2 separate regions of the Rattus norvegicus genome follow, and region 2 is linked to region 1. The links are chromatin contacts, called in public Hi-C maps. All regions are on one chromosome and are shown on one strand. The core of a region is the stretch at or near the end of the contact, and the rest is flanking DNA. Distances in the headings are between cores, read along the strand shown.

Region 1 (4,320 bases), core at 514-3,013:
TTCTGATCCTCCTGAGGCTAACATTCTATCAATACAGGATTCTAGTAAGTGCTATTATGTGGTTCTTAAGATGCTGGGAATCAAATCCAGAGTTTCATAAACACTGGGCAAGCATTGTACCAACTATGTCATCCACCCAAGAGTTTCTAGATATCTAAACACTTGGGGAAAGGAGGCCTCTAGGAAGGAGGGAGGAGGACACACCCCAACTCCACAGCGACAGAATCTTCTGTCTTGGGAGCACTTCCAGACCTTGCCTTACATAACTCCCCATCTAGCTGTTTATACGTATTTGTTAAAATATGCTTTTATAATAAGCTGGTGAACAAAAGCATTTCCTTGAGTTCTGTGAGCTGTGTGGCAAATGAGTAAAACCCATCGTACAGCAGGGGAGTGGGTCAGACACTCTGGGAAAAACAACCTGGGGCTTCCTGTTGGTCCAGGAAGGCTCAAACAGATCTGCAGGGTGGCCTTCTTACCTGTGGGACCTGCCACCACAGGTAAGAACTCAGTAGAATGAAAGAACATTTGGCCCATATCCCCTGCAAATACAACTGGTTGGTGGCGAAGAGACATGACAAGGGTTCACAGGAGTCTTCTGTGTTGGTTGTGGAGAATATCGTAAAAATGACAGGTCCCTGTCTCATCCCACCCCCATGACACAACTTTCAGACCTTCTCTGCCCAGTTTTAGGGTTAACACTTGAGGCCAGGTCATGGAATGGACAGCAGGTGATCCGGTCTATGTAATTAGATGGGCTGGGCTGGGCTGTCTCCTGCTGTGTTGGTGAGGATTCCGACCTTTCCCTCCAACCTGTGTGCAGGTGCACAGGCAATCGAAACCACGTGTTCTTTATTTCTCCTATAGCTCTTTCCTCAGTCATCAAAATTCTTCCCTGGTTATGCCATCGCTTTGACCTTGAGCACAAAACCTGATCTCATGCTGTCTTCTGAGCCGCCTAGGAGCTGGCCCCAGTTTCTTCCTTCTTACCTTTCACCAGGGTCCGGTTGTCAAGGCAACGCTTTGCCGGGAGCTCATCCTTCCGATCAAATGCCATCTGCGTCCTGCGATGCCACCTTGCTGATGCCCAGGGGTTGGGAATGCAAACCAGAACGGTTCTTTATTATTTTCTAGCTTTGCCTTCTAGGGTCTCGGCAGAGGCATCTTCCGGTCTAGTATAGCACCATGACAGTTAAGACTGCTTCCTGAGAGATCCGAATCCAGCCATCAGTCTCACCTGCCCGGGTGATCTGATGCAGCCATATGTTAATGGATCTGGGGGAACAAGAGCTCAAGCACATTTTGCAGGCTTGTTTTTCTTTTCTTTTCCTCTTTGGTTTTTAATTAAAGCTTCCAAAAGAGGACAGAGGATCAGTGGGAGGGCATGCCTAGCTCTAAGATTTAACACACACTCAGGTGGGAGTGGGAACAGAAGCAGAGAGGCAGAAAGATCATGATGGCCTTGCTCTGAAGATGCCTGAGACCCTTCTGAAGGGCTCAGAGAACCCATGTAATTCTGATCTTTCTCTTTCAGAGAAGCCCGACTCGGCCCATTTAGTCTGATAAATAGTTTATTGTAGTTAACTCCTCCTCTCTGACACTTGGGCTTCATCCCAACTCCCTTGCGCCAGATCTCCATCCCTAACGAAACGCGGAGAAGAACCGCGGGGCTCAGGAAAAGCTGCCGAGGGGCGGGGCGTTGGGCGTGGTTTTCAGGGGCGTGTCCGGGTGGGCGTGGTCTGGGAAATTCCCCGGCTAGGGCGGGAGCGGGCGCTGCGGTCAGCTGAGCGGCGCCTGGCGGGTCGCGAGGCCGCGCGTCACCGTCCAGCTGCCCGGTCGCCGCCCCCTGGCCGGTCCCTGGCGGGCGTCGGCATCCAGAGCTTTGGGACAAGATGCCAACGAAGCAGTGACCTGAGAGGAGCGGATCTCTGTGGCCGGTGAGGAGCCGGGCCGGGGGTGGCGGGGATGGCTGAGCGCAGCTCTCCCCAGCGGACTCTCCCCAGCGACGTTCTCGCTGTCGCCGGCTCTGGGAGCCTGCCGCGGGAAGGGTGACGAAGCTGGGCGGCCCTCCTGTAGGACGGCTGTCCGGGGAAGGCTTCCGAGAGCCAAGTAGACCCTGACCTGGTGTAACAGGGCGGCGGGGGTGGGGGTGGGGAGTGTCTGCCACCCCCATAGGACACCCCTCTTTCACCAGGATAGTATAACACAGGCTTGACTGGCCGCAGGTGACTTCCATTTGAAGTCACTGAGGTGGTTTGAAGGTGATGTCCCAGGTTGAGAGTGATTAAGCAAGCAGTCGGTTCATTTTAAGGAGGAAGTGGTTAAGGTGCTGTCGCAAGGAATGAAGGTACTCTGAATGAGGTCGCCCAGGAACAGTGAACAATTAGACCCCTTGCCAAAGTGACAGGCTTACAGAAGAGTACATAAACTGTCGTGTCTGTCTGGGAAACTGTGCTATATCCATGCATGTGTATACACTCATGAGAGGGGGCGTGGGTCAGAGAGACAGACAGACAGAGAGAGACAGAGAGAGACAGAGACAGAAACGGAGGGGGGAGCAGATGTGAGATAATGAGAATGAATTTAATAAAGCTGAGAAGTTTAAAGGAATAGTTTTTAACCACAGGCAATGTGTAAATTGGTGGCAGTAAACAGGCCTCGGAGGAAAACTGAAACCCAGCCCCTGATCTGGCCTGCACTGTCAGGACTCTTGTGTGGGAATGTATACCTGAAGTATTTAAGGTTGAAATGGAAAATCTTGTGGAGAACCTCAAGAAGATGACATAAGGCGGTATTGGGTCACTTGGGTAAATCCAAAGCTGCCCTTTTACCCAAAGCAGCCACTTTGCTCTTTGACCTAGGGAGAGAAGTTAGGAGCCAGGTGCCCTAGGGCTGATAATGGGGGAGAACTGGACTGAGCAGAGGCCACTGCCAGAGGCGGCTTGGATTTGATTGGGCCAGGGAAGGTTCATTGTGGATTGTGTGCGTAGTTAATCTGTATACGCTGAGCCGGTTTGAGCAGTACTTTATGTAGTGTGCAACATCATGAAAGGAGCTACAGCTTTACAACTGGCCTATAAATTATGTAGTGTGCGTAGTGGGTTGGGGGAGGAGGGAGGGAGGGAGGGAGGGAGACTATATTTTGTGAGCCTGAAATAAGCTTGAAAAGAATTGGTTATTGCCTTCCCCTAGTTGGTTATTATTGAACTCCCTCATTTAAGTAGCACATAGTTGTCTGGGCACGAAATATACCTACTAATCCCCAAATCTGCTTTCCTGAAGTTTTGTTATAGAGACTTAGGATGTTGATGAAGTCTTTGGATTTTTCCGGAACATCAAAATCCAAAAGAAAAGAAATTAAGCCCTTTACATTCATTTTATTATATTTCTTATTTCTGTGTGTTTGTGTGAGAGAGTGTTCCTGCATGCATGTACATGTCATGGTGTTCCGTGTCATGGTTCCTGTGGACTTCGGGGGACAGTCTGTGAGAGATCCATGGATCCAATTCATGGCACCGAGAGATGGCCCACAGAGAGGTGGCCCCACTGAGCCATCTCTCTGACCTGTAAAATCTTTTTGTTTTGATTTGATCTTGAGAATGGGTCTCACTATGTCTACCTGGCTGGTCTGAAACTCATTTCATAGACTGAGCCGGCCTCGAACTCACAGAGATCTAATTTGTTTCGGCCCCTCAAGAGCTGAGGTCAAGGGTGTGTACCAGCATGCCTTCCAAAATCTTTTCTTGTCCTTAATTAAATTATTAAATCTTTTCTTGCTTCCACTTTGGCATGGGTATGATAAAAAAGACAACTGAATATAGATAAATCCAGATCCTTTGCAGTGGTAGAGGAAAAACAGTTCTGATTTTAAAAATAAGTTTGAAAAGTTGCCTTCAAGAATCTGGACGTGAGCGCAAGGCCCTGGGTTCGGTCCCCAGCTCCGAAAAAAAGAACCAAAAAAAAAAAAAAAAAGAATCTGGACGTGAATGTCATAGAACTGCAGAAAACCCGTAACTATTGTAACCCGTGTGGTTTGTACTTGCCCAGCAGAGAGCATTTTACAGGTGTTAGATGTCATTAGCTGTGTTCTGTGTCATTCCGTCACTTAACCCAGAGACTGCTATGTGCTAGTAGAGAAAATAGATGGTGTAAGACTGGCAGTAATTGCTAGGAGGGCTGAGGCGCCGGAAATACAAATGGTTCTTAGGTGCTTGAAAGCGCTGCTTCTCTACAAAACGTCATCTCTTTGAGCTGGAGGTTGAAATTGCCCCGTGGACGTGTGCCAGAGCGAATGAGAGCCAGCCAGTGCCCAGACAGAGG
Region 2 (4,035 bases), core at 775-3,274, 140 kb after region 1:
TGAGCTGCCATGTGTTTGCTGGGAATTGAACCCCGGGACACTTCTGGAAGAGCAGCCAGTGCTCTTGACTGCTGAGCCATCTCTCCAGCCCCACAATTCCCACTCTTGTTCAACTTTCCCGGCATAATGTTGCCGCAAGGACATAGAGACCTCAGTGCTCCAAGCTGGTCTCCTCGGCCCTCTCCACTGTCTCTGTTGTTGTTGGAGAAATGTTAAACGATGTTGAGATGTATGACAGAGATGGGGGGCGGGTAAAGGGAAAAGAGACACACGGGAAGCTTGATACAGTGTGATCCCAATTACATAACTACAAAGCATTCTTTACGCCCTAATCCACATTGCTTAGAAGTAAATCAAGGCTGGGGAAGACACTGCCACAATTCCTAGAACTCTACTTAGTAATATATTCCCTATGGTTCTTGGCCAGCACGGCTAATACCCAATACCAGCTGCTAGCTACATCTGGCCATTTAAATTGAAAATGGATTCAAGTTAAAAGGGTACACTTTTAATCCCAGCACTTGAAAGGCAGAGGTGGTAGATCTCTGAGTCCCAAGCCAACCCAGTCTATATAGCAAATTCCAGCCAGTCAGAGATGCATGCATGGTAAGATTGTCTCACAAATCAAGGAACCAACGAACCCAACAGAGTAGCAAGAGACTGAACAAATTTCAGTCCAAATGTATCTAGTGCCAGTGTGTCCAAAGTTCTCAAAATGTAGCAAGCATCCAGTTGCCAAGAGGAAATACAGTGTGATTTCCCACCTCTACATGATCTGCAGGTCTAACCACTGCTTTAGTTCAATGCACTGAATCAGGCTATTTCTCCCATCAGTTTCTCAGTGTAAAATGAAGTTACATTATTGACTTGTAGATAAGAGTTTAAGTTTGAGGTGGGCCTGGTCATGGCTGCTTATAAACCAAAAGCCCCGCAGGCAGAATGAGAGGGAAGATCAAAGAAAGAGCTGCTTTGATCGGCCTCAGAAATGCCGGGCACCGATGATCCAAAACCGTTAGCAATTTCCTGGGCCAGGAGCCTGGACTGAGCAGCCAATGGTTCGATATTTCCTCCTACCCCCTGAGAACGTGTGTGTGTGTGTGTGTGTGTGTGTGTGTGTGTGTGTGTGTGTGCATGTGCAAAACTGCTTGCAAGCTTTGGTTTAGTGGTTTGTTTTGCTTTTGAAACAGTCTGTCACTTTGGGCTAGGCTGTCTGGCCATTAAGATCCTCAAGTCTGTACCTCCCAGTGGAATCACACGCATTTATCACCAGGCCCTCGCTTCTGAAGGAACTAGGTAGGCCAAGGGAACCAAGTCCCTTCCAGAAGCCAGTTAAGTCCTCGGGAGACCTGGGACACCTAGACCCAGGAGGAGGAAGCATACACAGCTACTGGGAAAGTGACAGCTCGAGGGCTGGTGGAGAGGGCCTGCAAAGTGCAGGGCAGAGTCCTGAGCCCCGGCCTTCTCTTTTTGACGACTGGCGCCTCCTCCTGACCACGGAGGATCCCTGCCTCTGCCGGCCTTGGTCAGAGGCAAGCAGCTCTGAACTTGAGTTTACAGAGCAAAATGTCCTTGGCATTTCTGGGTGCAGGGCAGAAAAATGCCAAGGCAGCTGAAAAAATGGCAGTTCACCTTGTGATGGCGTCGTCCCCTCTTTCTTTACGCCTCCCGCTTTGCACCCAGCAAGAAACCACGGTGGTAAACAGGCTCAAAATGGGGGGATGCACGCTAGTCACCTAAGTCTAGAGAGTCACATCCGTCGCCCTGGACAAGGGCTCTGGGGATGTAGGGGTCACCGATCGTGGGGACCTCCACCTGGGCCCCCCGGGGAATGGAGACCGGATAGAGACGGAGGCGCAAAGGCTCTCTTGTGCCCTTGGAGCCACCACCAGGGTGGAGATGCTCCTTCCAGCCTGTGAGCCCACCCACAGCCCAAAGGATACAATCTGAAGGGCCGAGGGTCGGCCAAGGTGTCCCAGAAGGACCTGCAGCCGGGCACCAGCGCGCGTATAGTCCATGGTGGGGGCCAGCAGACGCAGCTGCTGCGCCTGGGCTTCACTTAACTCATCGAAAGCCCCGCCTCCTGGTAGAGGGTGGAGTATGGTCCAAGGGCAGGACACAGCGCCACCCCCAACCTCTCACGCCGGACTGGGGGTTGGGGAGCTGGGGGAAGGGAGACGCGGGAGGCTGCCTAGGAGTCCATGCTGCGGATCGCGGTGTCTTTGTTCTAATCTGCCAAGGATCCTCCCTGCAGCACCGAAACGTAGCAACTGGAGCACGTCTCCCAGCAACCCGAGGCAGTTGGGGATCCGAGCCACACTTTTAACTTGGTAGTTTTAACCTGTGGACAACTAATCTGTGTGACTCTTTCTCCCACTACGAACAAATAAAAATTAAAAATCATCTGTGCTATTCAGAAAGAGACATTTGATTTAGCGTGAATCTATCCTAAAATATTAGAAAGTTTGGCCGTTAGTTTTTAAGACGTATGATTCACACAATCTAGTATAATTTATGTTACGAGAGAGAGAGAGAGAGAGAGAGAGAGAGAGAGAGAGAGAGAGAGAGAGAGTGTTTGCGTTCTTGTTTGTGAAGATTAGAGAAACAATCTTCGGGGAAATTGAGTCTCATCCACTACCTGCGTTTTGGGGATCGAACTCGGATGGTCAGGTTTGTTCGGCAAGATGTGTTAACCTCTGTGTATCTCACCAGCCAGAATAATATGTAAATTTCTTACATAGTTAAAAACTGTTTTCCTGGTATCTTTGAAATTCAGCCACTGCCCATAACCTTAATCTCTTTGTCTCTGGTCTCTTTATCTTAGAGAGTTATTTCTAGATTGCTTTGCCATAAACATGTTAGCTAATTTGGTGAGAGTGCCGTAGTCCAGGAGAGACAAGCTAGTAGCCAGGCTGCCCAGATTCATTCATTAGCCTGCCCTTTGGGCTTTGACCTTTGGGACAAGACTCCTGTTAGCTGAAGCTCCCAGGGCCCGCAGACTCCTTTGCTAACTCCTAACCTCCAGCCTGAGTAACCTGGTGGGAGGAGGCTCTGTCTGCGAGAGACAAGCTTACGTGGCCCGCAGTTTAAAAGCAGAACTGACTGCATCTTTTTTTCCACTTGGGAAATAGGTGTCCTCTTACTGCCCTCACCTGGTGCACAGTGGGAACTGCAGGGAGAAGGAAGAAAACAAAACTAAAGTCGTCTGAATTCGGGTCACCTCTAGCAGAAGTGAAAGCTCTGAGGATTGGCTGGTTTCTCTGACTAGCAGAGAAAATTACCGGTTTGGGGGTCTGTCTTAGGGTTTCCATTGCTGCAATGAAACCATGACCAGAAGATCAAGTTGGAGAGGAAAGGGTTTATTCGGCTTACATTTTTACCGCACTGTTCGTTCTTCGTTAAGGGAAGTCAGGACAAGAACTCAAAACAGGGCAGGATCCTGGAGGCAGGAGCTGATGCACAGGACATGACAGGTGCTGCTTCCTGGTTTGCTCCCCATGGCTTGCTCAGCCTGCTTTCTTCTAGAACCTACGGCCACCAGCCCAGGGGTAGCACCACCCACCATGGGCTGGGCCTTCCCCATCCATCACTAGTTAAGAAAATGCCTTCCATCTGGATTTTTTTTTTCTTTTTCTTTTTCTTTTTCTTTTCTTTTCTTTTTTTTGGAGCTGGGGACCGAACCCAGGCCATCTGGATCTTCTGAAGGCATTTTCTCCATTGAGATTCCCTCCTGTCAGCTGACTTTAATCTGCGTTAAACTGACATAAGACTGGCCAGCACAGGGCAAAAGATCATGCCATATGAGACAGAATTTCTCCTGCCTCTGTGTGTGTAATGTTTCCTTTTTTCTTTCTTTCTTTCTTTCTTTTTTTTTTTTTTTTTTTTTCGGAGCTGGGGACTGAACCCAGGGCTTTGCGCTTACTAGACAAGCGCTCTACCATTGAGCTAAATCCCCAACCCGTGTGTAATGTTTCCTAACCTGTAGTTACAGGGCTTAGAACCCAGAACCCCATGAGGTGCAAGAAACCTAGCGGTAAG

What was found. Hi-C and Micro-C count contacts between places; a contact is called where the count stands out from the background.
Region 2: a Hi-C map of liver shows a contact between it and region 1, with 3 times the contacts expected there. The contact joins the promoter of Phyh here to the promoter of Optn in region 1. A contact is called at or near these places in 5 of 12 Hi-C or Micro-C datasets (the A7r5 cell line, frontal cortex, kidney and 2 more).

What each region holds. Positions count from the first base shown.
Region 1 is chr17:78,117,106-78,121,425 of GRCr8, forward strand. Optn (optineurin) reads left to right here and starts at 1,764. Exons shown (of 14, transcript NM_145081.4): 1 at 1,764-1,937.
Region 2 is chr17:78,253,621-78,257,655 of GRCr8, forward strand. Phyh (phytanoyl-CoA 2-hydroxylase) reads right to left here and starts at 2,025. Exons shown (of 9, transcript NM_053674.2): 1 at 1,941-2,025. The coding sequence starts at 2,015. LOC120097916 (a long non-coding RNA gene) reads left to right here and starts at 3,010. Exons shown (of 3, transcript XR_005495811.2): 1 at 3,010-4,035.